2 separate regions of the Rattus norvegicus genome follow, and region 1 is linked to region 2. A link is a contact called in public Hi-C data. All regions are on one chromosome and are shown on one strand. Each heading gives the region's core, a stretch centred on a gene start, on an enhancer-like site or on the middle of the called end of the contact. The rest is flanking DNA. Distances are from core to core; before and after follow the strand shown. Region 1 overlaps Vav3 (vav guanine nucleotide exchange factor 3). Region 2 holds the start of Vav3 (vav guanine nucleotide exchange factor 3).

What was found. Hi-C and Micro-C count contacts between places; a contact is called where the count stands out from the background.
Region 1: a Hi-C map of liver shows a contact between it and region 2, with 6 times the contacts expected there. The contact joins the enhancer-like site here to the promoter of Vav3 in region 2. A contact is called at or near these places in 6 of 12 Hi-C or Micro-C datasets (kidney, liver, mammary epithelial cells and 1 more) and 1 of 1 datasets of contacts at active chromatin or transcription factors (oligodendrocytes).

What each region holds. Positions count from the first base shown.
Region 1 is chr2:199,838,510-199,841,590 of GRCr8, reverse strand. The region is part of intron 2 of Vav3 (vav guanine nucleotide exchange factor 3); the gene reads right to left. Among named protein-coding and RNA genes, the nearest start is that of Vav3, 140 kb to the right of the region's middle. Within about 2 kb of position 1,445, at least 12 of the 93 cell types and tissues checked have an H3K27ac peak or open chromatin away from gene starts, as enhancers often do. A contact at or near this core is called in liver, where this site is marked.
Region 2 is chr2:199,699,349-199,702,732 of GRCr8, reverse strand. Vav3 (vav guanine nucleotide exchange factor 3) reads right to left here and starts at 1,955. Exons shown (of 27, transcript NM_001191714.1): 1 at 1,752-1,955. The coding sequence starts at 1,955.

The sequences.
Region 1 (3,081 bases), core at 196-2,695, 140 kb before region 2:
TCTGGGCTCCGACTGCCTTTTTAAAATGTCTAATTATTTGGGACCAACAGAAGGGTTAAATATCTTCAGTGGAACACCATATGTGACAGGCATTTATAAAGCTTTTAATATAAAGGCACAGGGACACATACCTGTAATCATGCTACTCAGGAAGCTGGGGAGAAATGTCACCACAAGCTCCAGGTCACCCTCTAACTATATATATAAAAAAAAACCCTATCTTTTAAAAAATAAGAAATGCTTTAAAAATAGTTAAAATTAATTAGTTATTTCTACTCTTTGGTTATCCTCTAATTTTTTACCTTAGTTCTCAGGCAATAACAATGATATCATGAAGACAATTTTTTTAAGTTCTATGTTTTTTTTTAACATCTCAGATACTAAAGTATCTGTCTCCCCTGTTGCTACAGGATACATCACTAATAGTCCTCCGGAAATTGATTTCAGCATAACTCACTGGAAAGACTCCTCCACCCACCAAAAGGCTGCGTGGACTCGATTACATTGTGTTCATTAGAGCCTGGTGAATCCCTAAGTCACAGCAGTTCTTAGAACATTGTCATTTTTCACAGCCTAATGAAAACTCTGGAGAGAACACAACCTACGAGACAACCGGGTGGAGTGGCCAGTCAGTTTATGTTTTAAGATGTAGGTTTTAGTTTTGTTTTATGTGTGTATACACATGAGTATAGGCCATGTGTGCATGGGTGTGCACTGAGATTAGCAGAGGGCATCACATCCCCTCCAGCTGCGGTTAAGGACAGTTGTGAGCTATTCAGCTATTTCGGGTTCTGGGACCGAAACTCGGACCTTCGGAAAGAGCAGCAAGCACTCTGCCGAAAGCTGCCGAGTCATCACTCCAGCATTCACCCTAGGTCCTGCCCTCTGAAACATGTTCAAGAAGGCCTTTGGCCTTCCTGCCGCTTGCAGAGGAGGAAACAAACATAAAGAAGGAAGAATATGCTCAGAGCTGACAGGGCTGAGGGCCCCCATCTCCCTGACCTCCCTCCTGATTCCCACCCTAAGGCTGCCTGTGCCTCCAATAAACAGGATATTCAAACACTGCACACAGTGACCCACTAGCAGCAGCAGCTATCCAGTAAGGCACGGTGCTATGCAATTTGAGTTTTGTTTCTATTCCTTGATGTAATGTTTGGTTATTGCTTTGAGACAGGATGCCACCGGGCCCAGCTTGACATTTAATATTATTTATATTAATACATTATCAGTCGCTGCTAATAAGTGCATATTAAATTTGTATTTAGCAAAAATATGTTTAATGAGATGTGCAAAAATGCTTTTCTAATCTTACAGTCAAGGAAATAGTTTTCAAACTTTCTTCTTGTTGTCATTTAAATGAAATTTGATCGGAAGTCAAGTACTGAGAGGCTACAGGAACTCAGCGAGCCATGCAGAGAGGAGATAGAAAGGCCAAGGTCCTGGGGCCTCGAGGGGGAACAGCCTCCCCCCCATTTCCTGAGCATGGCGCCTTGAAAACATGCCTTCATCCCATTACAGAAGCTCCGGATTTCTCACAAAGTTACCTTATTTCATATTCTATATGTCCAGCCCACTACCATGTGTCGGAAAAACCAATTAACTGTGAAACACTTCCTGATCCAGATTCTCTCAGCTTATGCCTTTTCAGGGTTTGGTGGTCACTCCTTTACCAAAAAAAAAAAGGGAAGAAAGAAAAGAAAAAATGAAAAAGACAAGAGAAAAAGCAAACATATCTGGTTCTGAAATAGAGAAAGAAGTAAAACAGAAGTATCAGGAAAAGAAACGTCTCCCACCCTTCCTCAGCTAATTTCTCCACGCTCGAGCTTCTCAGAATGTAACTGAGCGAAATGGAAACCAAGTCACCACAAACGTCCGGGGGCTGCCTGGCTAGAGCATAGAACGTGTAAATTGATTACTTTTCAGTAGTAATGACTCATTATCTTCAGCCTACAAGGGCAAAATTACACTTTAGAATATTTGGTAGAATTTCCCTTGCTGTTAAATTACTTTAACTGTGAGTAAAGCGGGGGATGTAATACTAACTCTCTCATGGGTTTTGTTTTGTCTTGTCTCGTTTGAGAAAGGGTTCCACTGAGTAGCCTGGGCTGTCCTGGAATTTGCTATGTAGACGATGCTGGCCACAAACTCACAGAGCTCTTTCTGTCTCTGCCCCTCTGCCCCCTGCCCTCCTGCCCCCTGCCACCTACCCCTTCCTCTCAGTGATGGGATTAATGGTGTGAGCCACCGTAACCAGGAACGAGGATTCAACAACCCTGATGTAACCACACGTGTAATGATGGCGGTGGATTTTAACTTGTAGTGCTCATCACCCCAAACGGAGCGGTTTTAAACCCATGGAAATCAACTCTTGGTGTCTAGGTGTCAAGATGATCGGTTCAAATCCAAGTACCTCTCTAAGAAAGATGATTTCCACATGAATGTTAATAGTTCCTTCTGGTCGTTTTCAAATGTTTCGTTTCAACTATGTAGACATTTGGAAACACGAAACTGGTGTTCCCCTCTGCCTCACAACTTATAGAACGAGAAGGATTTCACCAGACTCTACAGATGAATGAGACAAGGGGGAGAGAAACCATTACACGTGACCTTGAATTTCATACATTTAAAGAGCATCCCCTAGAGTTGTTCCACAGGCACAGCAACCTAATTCTTCAGAACTTTATACATTCCAACTCGCACAGTCTGACTGAGCTCTGAGATCACTCACAGTCCACAAATGCTTTCAGCCATTCCGCTTGGCTTCATGAGACTCTGACTGTCCTGGAACTCACTCTGTAGACCAGGCTGGCCTTGAACTCGTAGAGATCAGCCTGCCTCAGCCTCCCAAGTGCTGGAATCTAAGGTGTGCACCACTATGTCCAACCCAGCTATTTCTTTTGAGATGGTTCTTTAAGAAAGATAGAGGACACTTGCATGTTTTTTTTTCTCCTTCTTTTCTATTGAATGGAACATTGAACTCAGTTTTGAGAAGGAACGACAAGTCAGCAAATGCCATTGCTCCCTCTAAACTCACGCTCCTTGGAAAGTTACTAATCCAAACCAAGAACTGGGACTTAACAA
Region 2 (3,384 bases), core at 706-3,205:
AAAAGGAAAGGAAAGGAAAGGAAGGAAGGAAGAAAAAAGAAAAAGGAGAGAAATGTCATTATTAAGGACACTTTAATGAGTAACTGCTGGAAGTTCTAGAAACTAAACTCTAGGGGATATGCGCAGCACGAAGCATCAGAGCACAAGAAACCATGCTGTTACTGAGACTACTAGTCAATGGAATTGGAGATGTAGGAACTCCTGTGAACCACATGACCTTATTCCTAACGGTAACTCAGACAGTATGGAAACAACCACTGAGCCCGTCCACAGGATTGTCTATAGCTTCCACAGGATAAGCAGTCACCCATCATTCAGGTTTGTAAGAGAGTCTAAAATATTTGATCCTTAATGTAAATACATGTGGCGCCCACTGCTTATATGTTTGCTCTTCTTTTCTTGGGGACTGCCTACCAACAGGTCGAAGGCGGATCATCAGGGGACACAGAATTTGAAGTGAGCATCGACCCTAATGAAATACTGATAACCAGGGCAGAGTGCGGGAGTTCCTGCTTTAAATATGAGATTATTAAACTGCATAAGGTCATTTCTTCCTGCAAGGACACAGCTCTGGTTAAGTGGCTGACGCTCCGAATCATACAGGGCCAGTGCTAAGATATGTCACTAAAAGAGCTCTTTTCTTTCCTTTTTAAGTTGAAAGGTTTTCTTTTTCTTTTTCGTGTGTGTGTGTGTGTGTGTGTGTGTGTGTGTGAGAGAGAGAGAGAGAGAGAGAGAGAGAGAGAGAGAGAGAGAGAGAGAAAGAGAGAGAGAAAGAGAGAAAGAGAAAATAGAAGTTCTGAGTTGCGTTGAACACCCTCTGAACAGAAAGTTTCTGACGGGCCAAAAAAAGCAGCACTGAGCTGCACTGTGGCTTTTTGAGCTGTCTCTGAGGAGACCACTGTCTTCCATGCCTTCCAGGGCTGGATTTTAATCAGAACTCCCAAGGAGGTGGCTCCAAGCAAAGCTAAGGCCGCAGGAGCCCGAGTGCCTCCATGCTACCTGAGCACAAGACCCAATGAAAGAAAGCAGAATCTCCAGAAAAACTTCTCACTTCCTGCAGCTGGTGAGGGAGGCTGGACTGGCTTCACTTATGTTTTCAGACAAGCTATAAACACAACCTTCCAGTCTGCTAACACGGGCTTAGGGGGTCGGGGAGGGAAACTTCAGGAAGGCTTTCTGTGTCCCGCTTTTTTTTTTTAATTTCCTCTGAGCAGATAACGGTACCAAACGCCGTCCACTTCCTAGAGTCCTCATGTATGGCATAGTTCCTCTTTCCAGAACGTGGGGACCAAACGGAAAGCAAAAGAACAAGTCGAAGCAAAATTATCCCATCACTTCATCTCATGGCTTCTCGTTGTTATTTTAAAGCCGGATCCCTCTTTGTTATCACACACACACACACACACACACACACACACACACACACACACACACGCACGCACGCACACGCGCGCGCACACACGGCGGGGGAGGAGGGGGAACAGGAAGGTGAAACAGCGTCCTAAGATAACTTATTTCTCCCCGCCTCCCAGAGACCATTAGGATTCCATACACCATCTCCCGATGCAAGGCTTTAGTTCTGCTTAGAAGCTAAATCATTTCAAGGCAAGTGAGGAGAAGCCCCCAAGCTGAGAACTGAGAGGCAGGGCAAAGCGGAGCGCACCTAGATGTTTGCATTTACACAAAGAAATTATCCGGATGATTAATGGGAGCCTCTGACGGGCAGCGGGGTCGCGGGGTGGCCTCCATACCTGGGACATCTGGGGTCTCAGGTTGATCTCCTTCAGATTGATGGAGTGTGGCCGCAGGTTGTTGAGCAGCTGGCAGAGCAGGACTCCATCGCGGAGGGTCTGCGCCAGGTCGAACACCTGCGCCGAGTCCCAGGTCACCCGGTGGTTGGCGGGCAGCACTTTGCAGTGGATGAGCCACTGAGCGCACTGCTTCCACGGCTCCATGTCCGACGGCTCCGGGAACCGGCCCGGCCGGGGCGGGCGGTGACTCCGAGGTGGCTGCCGCGAAGCGTCAGCGCCCCGCCGGGAGTCTCTCTGCCTTTCTGGTGAGGGCGCCGCAGTCCGCAGCTCCGGGACGCGGCGTAGAACTCGCCTCGGGTCCCCGCCCGGATGCGCCGCGGCCCGGCCGCCGCTGCAGCAGCGAGTGCCGCGCGCTCTCGGTGCGCCCCGGCTGGCTCGGCTGAGCACTGGCTTCCGACTCGCTAGCCTGGCGCCCCGCGACTGAGCATGCCCAGCGCGCCTGGCCGGTCTGTGCGGTCCGCGAGTCCCGGGAGGCGCGGGTGCGAGCGTGCCCGCCGCCCTGGCTGGGGGTCGGGGACTGAGGGCGGGGCGGCTGGGGGAGGAGCAGGCCAAGTTGGGGCGGCGGCCACAAAGGGGATCCCGGCGCCCCCGCCCGTCCGTGAACCCTCAGATGCGCGGGGCTTGCACAACCCCGGGGCGTCCAGGGATTAGCCCAACGGCGCGGCTTCCTAGGAAGTGTGGCTGAACACTGAGATTCGCAGGGGTGTCCCCCAGGACACCCTAAACAATGAATGTGATTTAAATTAAGAGGGTCTCAGAAGAGCCGCGGCTTAACTGGGACACAGGGAGCCTGGAGAAATAAGATGTGTGCACCCCGCGGCATCTGGAGAACGCAGCGTGGAAAGTTTGTGATCGGCCCCTGGATCCGCCTCCTCCAGGTCCATCCTCACCCCCTTCCTCCAAGTTAGTTTGTTCTGAGGATGTTTTGACACCTTGAAAGTGAGTGACGTGGGGACAGTTGCAGCTTCAGCCTATGTGGAGGGAAAGAGTTGGGTTTTGCGTACCTCCCAGTCTAGGAACTGTTCACTAAAGCAGTCCTGCACCTTTTGCTGATCCTCAAAAACCTGCCTGAGAAAAAAACAGGCCAGTGACACCGAGGCAAGAGCGCGCATGCGTCGGAGGCTTGCCACCAGGTTTGAGCTCAAATCGCTTCAGCACTGGGTCAGCATATTTGGAGAACCCTGGGGAAAATTGGAAAGTGCACCCCCTACATCAACTCTGTCACAATGAGGCAAGGCACTCCCTGTTTGTTTTGTTCCCGGTGCCCTACAAAGCCGAAAAGGGCGCTTAAGCTATTTGTAGCAATATATTACTACACTGAACCCTGACAGCTCCCTGTAAATGCCCCCTCTTCGCTACATTTTTAAAATATGAAATCCAGTTTGGTGGGATTTTATATCTTGTGTTGTTGTTTCCTTAGATATTTGTAGCTCAAAATTTCCATTGTGGATCATATCGATTTAATAAAAAGAACGAAACGTAACTTTTAGAAAGTACATGGTCTGTTGGGACAGAGGTTGGGTTCTTCTACGCGTGACAAAGGCAAGCATAGCCTGCTCTGTACACAGCCCGC